2 separate regions of the Mus musculus genome follow, and region 1 is linked to region 2. A link is a contact called in public Micro-C data. All regions are on one chromosome and are shown on one strand. The core of a region is the stretch at or near the end of the contact, and the rest is flanking DNA. Distances in the headings are between cores, read along the strand shown. Region 1 has its middle 19 kb from the start of Serp2. Region 2 overlaps Tsc22d1 (TSC22 domain family, member 1).

Evidence for each region. A called contact is a pair of places that touch in the nucleus more often than the background predicts.
Region 1: a Micro-C map of granulosa cells shows a contact between it and region 2, with 4 times the contacts expected there. The contact joins two enhancer-like sites. A contact is called at or near these places in 1 of 39 promoter capture datasets (hematopoietic stem and progenitor cells), 24 of 484 Hi-C or Micro-C datasets (the C3H10T1/2 cell line, LSK cells, brown adipocytes and 14 more), 15 of 115 datasets of contacts at active chromatin or transcription factors (the SCID.adh cell line, bone marrow-derived macrophages, embryonic stem cells and 5 more) and 4 of 9 other capture datasets (adipose tissue, embryonic stem cells, liver and 1 more).

The regions. Positions count from the first base shown.
Region 1 is chr14:76,573,937-76,577,628 of GRCm38.p6, reverse strand. No RefSeq gene overlaps it. Among named protein-coding and RNA genes, the nearest start is that of Serp2, 19 kb to the right of the region's middle. Within about 2 kb of position 2,013, at least 4 of the 459 cell types and tissues checked have an H3K27ac peak or open chromatin away from gene starts, as enhancers often do. A contact at or near this core is called in granulosa cells, where this site is marked.
Region 2 is chr14:76,506,937-76,511,003 of GRCm38.p6, reverse strand. Tsc22d1 (TSC22 domain family, member 1) reads right to left here. Exons shown (of 3, transcript NM_207652.3): 3 at 3,239-4,067. Among named protein-coding and RNA genes, the nearest start is that of 4930444M15Rik, 12 kb to the left of the region's middle. Within about 2 kb of position 2,678, at least 15 of the 459 cell types and tissues checked have an H3K27ac peak or open chromatin away from gene starts, as enhancers often do. A contact at or near this core is called in granulosa cells, where this site is marked.

The DNA of each region.
Region 1 (3,692 bases), core at 764-3,263, 67 kb before region 2:
CATTGAATGCCTACTGTGCACCAGAGTTTTCTACACTACTCAAGGAGACTCAGAACTACTACACTGGTTTTATATGTGACTAAAACTGAGGTTTGGAGAACATAATAAACTCACTTAGAGCACACAGTAAGTAGAAATGCAGGATTTGAACTAAAAATCTATGCCCTTGACTACACAGATATGAGTTTAATTTGCCCTGAACTTTTCATCTTTAATAATGGAGTTAAAGATATGTGGAATGCAGAGTGTTAAGGGGATCCTGGAATAATTCTATTTGTGTGTGTGTGTGTGTGTGTGTATGTGTGTGTGTGTGTGTGTATGTGTGTGTGTGTGTGTGTTGAATCGCACTGATACTATCTTCCCTTACTCTCCTCAGCCCTCGATGACCTGATGACAGACAGCAAATACTCTCCTGGAGCCCATAGCGAAGACCAACACTTAATAAACAGTCACACAAGCAAAGTGAAACTGATCCTCTGCCATATTGAATGCTGAGACGGAGACATGATACACATTCAGAGGTCTTGAAAGTTATGGCAATGATGTCATAGCAGAAAACATGAGACTCAGAGTCTATGGAACACTTGCTTTTACACTTTACTGTGCTAGCTTGCTTTCTGATACCGTGAGAAACATCACACCAAAAAGTGACTTGGAAAGGATTTATTTGGTGGACACATCCTAATGACAGTCAATCATTGAAAGTCTGGGCAAAAACTCAGTAGGAGCAGAGGTAGAAAACAAAGGAGTGCCCTCACTGGCTTGCTCAGCTTGTTTTCTTATACAACCAAGGACCACTTGCCCAGGGGTGACACACTGGGCTTGGCTCTCCTACATCACTCAAGAAAATGCCCCCAACAGACTTGCTCAGAAGCCAAAGGAATGGGGTCAATCCATCTGTCAGGGTCCCTCCTTTCCAGGTGACTCTAATGTGTGGCAAGTTGACCAAATAAATAAATAAATAAAATAAATAAATTAATTAATTAACCAGCATATGAAGAAAACAGCAAAAACAATAATTACAGGATCTCCAACCGAGTCTGGTAGTCAGTGACTTCAATCCATTCCTAGTATGTTCCCTACATTCTTGATTTCACAATAATTCTCCCATAGCAAAAAAGACTGTCTCCCGTCGGAACCTAAGCATGTTTTAAAAAGCATATGCTGCCGAGGAATGGAGAAGATGGTAGGAAAAACAGTGTCAAGAATGATGGAGAGTAATAACTGAAGGGTAAAAACTGACATGGTCATTTTGTTAGATATCCATGGGGCTCAAGTATCAGGAAAGCCACTTTGTAAACATTATAAACCCTCGAGGCAGCCAAGTAGCCAGGGCTCCAGCTGGAGGAGCTACAGCACCCAGGTCCCTCTCCAAGACCTTCCAAACTGCCATAACTGTCACAAAGGTCATCTCCAGCCCCTCAACAGGACCCTCCCCAGTTCATGCTAATTTTAAGTGAAAAGTCTGAACAAAAGCCACCAATCTCTGAGCACGAAAACTCACCAATCCCTGAACAGGAAAATCCACCAATCACTGAGCTCCCCAAGCTCAGGGCTGGAAATCCAACCAATCCCCATCGTGAACATCTCCACACTAGACCGTCCACCCCACAAGAACCCCTATGTATATAAGCCCTGCTCTTTGTCCAATTCATTGCTGCTGTCTGCTCTCTCTTGGGATTCTTCCCTTCTCTCTCCAATAAGTCTCTTTTATGAGATTTGCTACCTGGTGTGATTCAGTGGAAAAAGACAAGAAGCTGTTGTAGTTCGTCAAAAGACCCTTACTCAGAAAGACCACAAAGACCGCTGCCATCGCTGCAAAATGCATGAGGATCCAACATGTTGGGGACTCCCCTCCCAGCACGCAGGCCAGAGGAGAGACCAAGAACAAAGAAAGAACACACTTTTTATATCTTTGTAAGGGGCAGATTTGAGCAACAGGGTTCTCATTGGTGTAGCAAGTGACCCTTTCAGGCATTGGTTGGTTTGTATAGTGACTAACTGACCCTTTTGCTTGCCCCCCATGGTGGGTTATTATGATTTGGTTAGCAAGGTAATAGTACATTAACGTCACAGCTGTTAACGTCAAGGGAATTCTCGCACCAAGGTCAGGGTTGTTTGTGGTCTTTGTCGGAATTCAGTGTGGGGCAGGGGGCAGGAGAATTGCTAATCTTGTTATGGTTATTTCTCTGAGAACAGCTAATATTGTTTTGGTAGCTGCAGGCTTAATCATTTTGACCGCTAAAACTATGTTTTTACACTTGTTTAGTCAGCCAGCTTCCTTATCTGGCTCTGTACTTGGCCTGCTAGTACAGTTTGGAAAGTCCTTTTTGAAGGGGGAAGGTACTGGGTGGTCTTGAATTCATTTTGGGTATTACAAAGCTATGAAAAAACTTTGAAAGCTATGAAAAGGCTGAGGTTCCAGCTCAGCTGGGGATCCCCTCCCCTTGGGAGTTGTAACGCCTCAGCTGAGGAGGATTCCTCCCAGAGCTGTGTGGTTCCTGGTCCCCATATCTCAGGATGCCTTTCCTTGGGTCACTGTCTCACCTCAGACTTGTGTGCTTCCTGGGTGTCCGAGTCCCAGGACACCACCTCATCTGAGCAGAAAGGCTACTGAGCAGTAGGGCTGAAATCTGTGAAGTTTTGGATTCCATAGCACCTTCCATTTAGGAACATAGGTGATGCTAAAACATCTAAGTGGAAACATTTTATATATATACCCATATATTATACACACACATATATGCGTATGTGTATATATATATATGGATATAGAAATTTATAGTTAAGTCACTGTAGCCCTCTGTGGCCCCACATTTATTAGCTATTGAATAAGTCTCTAAGGTCGGTCTTGTCAACACTTCCAGTGCACCAGAGGCACTGTCAGCTGAGCCAGACTTCAAAACCTTGACACAGTCGTGGATTGTAGCTCAAGTAAGCATCTGCTCTCATTGCTCAGAGCCACCCTTCTGAGGAAGCTTTGCTCATGGGTGAGCACACAAAGCCTTCCTAGGTCATGGAGTTCTAGAGCTCACGGCTCTGAGTCCCAATGGAGTCTTCTTTCCACACTTCTGAAGCTGCCCCTCAAAGCACAAGAGCTCTGCTCTGAGAAGCCTAGAGGGAAAAAGGGGGGATTCCCCCGAGGTGCTGGGAAGACAGGAGAGGACCACGACAGAGGGATGAAAGAGAGGGGCTGGGGGGCAGCAAAGTGCAACCATGTATTCTTTCTGGTAAAAAGCCCCTGGAATTCTGGTTGGGTAAGGCAAATGCTGAGTCAAAGGTTCTTGTCCTTAAGGAGAGCATTAGGGAACAAGTCAGGCCTTACCGAGAGAGAAGAATTTTCCAATCAATGTACAGTGTCTGTTGGATGCTTGACTCAGAAAAAAAGAGTGGCAGAATTTCAGAAAAAGCCAAAAAAAAAAAAAAAAGACTTATTGAGTTGTCTACAAAGACTTCATAGAGCAAGCAGTGGTGACACATGTCTTTAATCCCAGCCCTTGGGAGGTAGAGGCAGGAAGAAGCCCTGTGAGAAAGAGGATAGCTTGGTCTACAGAGCTAGTTCCAGGACAGCCAAGGCCACACAGAGAAGCCCTAGCTCAAAAGCAAACAAACAAAAACAACAAGGACAACAACAACAACTTCAAGATGGGAGACACATTTATTTTTCTTACCTCTGTCTATGCAAAAATGAA
Region 2 (4,067 bases), core at 1,429-3,928:
GAACCACTGATCTAAAACAAAGACACACTCCAGGGGCCAAACACTTCGAACCCGCTCTTTGCTAAAGGGAGAACACTGGTCATCTTGGCCCCCACGACACTGGGTAATACTTCAGTATTTACTGCCCTCAGGGTGGTATCCAGAAGCAATGGGCTGGTCCAACACTGGACAGCCCCAAGTTTCTTGCACTATTTATTCTCTCTTCTTTCTATTTACAGAGCAGCAGCACCCTGCTCTATCTTCTCCGAAACAGGAGGTGTAAAAGAGTGGTCTACTTTTAACCAATGAAAGGCCTCTCAGAGGTGCATGTTTTCAAAGCGCCTGGCTGGCGGTCTCCATCACCACAGACCAGAGTTCTACCGAATGGTTTGCCACTTTGTAGTATGGATCTCCGACTCCCGACAGTTCCACCACCACCCCCGATGGCTCACCCACTGCATAGTTTAAAGTGTTTGTCAGAAGCCACGGACCTTGGGATACTCATTTCCTCCTTCGCATCCCAGGCAGAAGATGCTAAAATGCTCCGTGGTGACCCATGCTTGCTCCTAGGGCTGTGCTTCCTCACTCAGGGCAGCAGGGGAAGGCCTTCTGCTTTGATCATTCCCTCATAAAGGACAGCAAGTGCCTCACCTCCATGGACACTAGGTCTTCATTTGCAGATGGGTGGAAACCCAGAGGATCATTTTGGGTCAATTTGGCAGAATTCAAATCCTTCAGCACTCACTCACCAGGAAGGAAACCCAAGTCTCAAAGTGATACCTAACTCCAAGGCAGAGGCAGGGACAGGGAAGAAGACAACAATGGATCTAAGACAACCATCACGTCCCAGTTTGCACTGGGCAGTGGTACAGTGTTTAGAACTGAGTTCTACCTTCTGGGAAGACCCCAGCCAACCAGTGTGGTCGTTTGTCACAACAGGTCGTCACGGCAGTCCTGCTTAAGGAAAGACACGGAGCACTTAGAAAGCAACGGAGACCATCTTCATTGCAATGTATGTTGTCCCTGGAAACTCAGAGAATTGGTTTTGAGAACTACACAGTCTTGTAGCACACACATCCACAGTCACAATCTTGGTCCCTGGGTTGACTGGAGAAGGTGGGGGTAGGGCCATCCTATCAAGAGACATGGCTTCTCATTTAGCAATACTTTTTGTTTGTTTGTTTGTTAATTTCGAGAAATGTCTTGTTATATAGCACTGGATGGCCTTGAACTCAAGATCTTGCTTCAGCTGGATCTACAGGCATGTATCTCCACAGTCATTAACTAGCGCTCTTAAAGATGTCTGCCCTCAGCCTGGGGTTCACACACACACACACACACACACACACACACACACACACACACACACGATTGGCAGAGATGGATCTTGGGCAGGTTGAAGATACTCGTTGATATTCTCTGAAGAAACTAACCCAGCATTCTAAGACTCGGTGCTCAGTCTCCATGAGAAGGGCTTTTCTAATTTGAGCTGAAGTTTAGCCAAGTTCTGGGTCTTGAAAGCTCTCACCCAGTGATTTCATGGATGGGGAGGTGGGTCTGTGGATTTCTGTTCCCTCCAAATATCAAATAGCCGGTTTCCACAGCACCTCAGGTGCGGTCGGCGAGTGTCTTTCTCCCACACAGCAGAGCAGGAACCTCATGGCACAATCTGCTCCCCAGTCCTGTTGGTAGGCAGTATTTTCAAACGATTTTATCTGGGAGGAAATTTCATTTTCGGCTTGTGTCTGATCTTACTGCTGTGATTACTGTCTGAATGGATGGGAAATGGACAGCTAAAGGCTGTCACTGCACAAGGCTTCATCTTGTATTTCACTCAGCCGGAGGGACAGTAGTGCCTGCATTGAAATTCATTTTCATTCCTAATTATGGTTATAATTAACTTTTATACGTTTCCTGAGCAAATATATAAACCTGATTTCTGGCACGCTGTATTCATCACAATTATTTTTACTTTTAAACTATGCGAAAACCAAAAGCACAGCTCCTGAATTCTGAACATTGTTAATTTGAAGCAGAGAGCAGGCATTCTTAGAATCACATGGTACCGTCGTCTCTCCGGCACTGTGCCTGGGTCTGTCCTGCAGTGACGTCACGAACACCCAGGGCTCACACTAGATCTCCTTCGGCTTTAGAAGTCACTCCTGCTCCATGGCAGGTGAAGTGTGACTCTATCAACTCCATAGTGACCCACGGGCCAAGGATGCCTAGTTAGGTTTGTGAGTTAGCAATAAGATGTGCTTAGAAATCAACTTAGATATGTTTAAATAGCAGTCAGTAAAACTTCTGAATTTACAAAGGCGAGGAAAGGCCATAAAAATATATCTTTTCATGTTAATGATTCATTACTATTTCACATATCAAGACACCGCAATCTTGTGAGATTTTCTATTAGTCGAAATAATGTCTATTTAGTTCATCAAGGGTGGAGACTTTAAATTCTCCACAGCTACATGAAAAAATGTGAGATGAAATGGCTACTGTCTAGTTTTCTTCAGAGAATCACCATCGAAGCTTCCCGTTAGATCAGTTATGTAGCTCTAAGTATGAGACACTGTCAAGTTCTTGCTGCCCTCCAGTTATCATTATGGCAACTGCCATCGGCTTACAGTGAGGACTTAGGTAACCCTCAGAGGATGCACAGGATGGACCCAACTCGCACCACATCCAAGAGCTATTGCCGAGGTCCTGGGGCAGAGAGCCAAGCCTGTCCTGCTAAGGCCCTTCCTCCTCCTTAGGCTCCACTGTGTTTACACATCACCCAGAAGGGAGAGATGTCCCAGGTCCTACCTAGCTCAAGCCCAGTACATCCTTTCAACCCCCAGAAGAGTGTCTACAAACACAACTACTCTCCCAGGGGCCAGAAACTCATTCTGGCAGCAGAGCTGTCAACGTGGAAACGAACCTGTCCCTCTTCCTTTAACCTTCACACACCAACCAGGCTTGTTCCCTCTCAGTTCAGCAACTACGAATAAATAAGCTCTACATAAACCCTCAAATTTTAAATTGGAGAAGTGAAGATTCTCTTATCAGTCCAGAGGGGTGAAGTGACTTAGTCACAAGAGAATGAGCCCTTCTGCCTGCATTCCCCCCCCCCCCCCAATCAAAACAATGTCTCCTCTCTTCTGGAGTCAAAGCACTGGTGTCAGCGCCCTGAGACTTTACTAGGCAAACTGCTGTTGACTTCATGAAGAGCAGCTGTGGAAATGAATGTATTAATGGCGTCATATAGAAACACGTGTGTATCAACATTTGATATGCTTTATTGAAAGGTGACAAGTAGAACAGGTAAATACAGTGGGGACTGTGTGGGGGACATGCGCAGAACGACTATACAGGTGAGGTGCAGAAACCCCTACTGGGAAATCCACTTCCTTAGCAACTGACCACTTCTCCAGGTATCACCAGCTTAACTGACATCGGTCACGGGGAGTTTACTTCGCAAGACTTCAGCAGCTAGATTCCGGGATTACACAGAGTGACTAACTGGGCCAAATTCTTAAAATTTCTTCAGGTGTGGTTTTTGTCACAAAGCAGTTTTTAAGTAGATCTCTCTAGGAAGGACAAGCCACACCTTTTCAGACAGCCAATGAAACATCTACATTTCAATGTGTAGAAGCTAAACAGTAGTTACGGACAGTCCTCTATGGTACAAATTCGTTACACTACATACACAAATATACAACAAGCAAAACAACCTTCATAATAAGATAGCCTAGGTCCCAGCTACCTGTCACCGTTGTGTCACTAACAGTTTTGTGTCTTCTGATGGTTCAGAAAAGAGGGACAGTACTATCGTGTTTTATAAGCTTTGGTGACAGTTGTCGGTTTTGTATAAGGACTGCATCATCCCTCCCCCCGCCCCCCATTGCAGTCTTGTTTCTGGCCTCTCCGAGTTCTTTGAAGGGAAGGAGAAGAGAGCGCAGAATCCAGGAGCAGCCCACTTTCCGAACCCCACGCAGGCGAGCCCCACGAAGGCGAGCCGCCCGAGCTCTCAGAAGCAGGGTGGGCGGCTGGGGAGGGTTGAAAAGGCACAGAGCTCCTCGGGGTCAATTAAACCATTCCTCAGA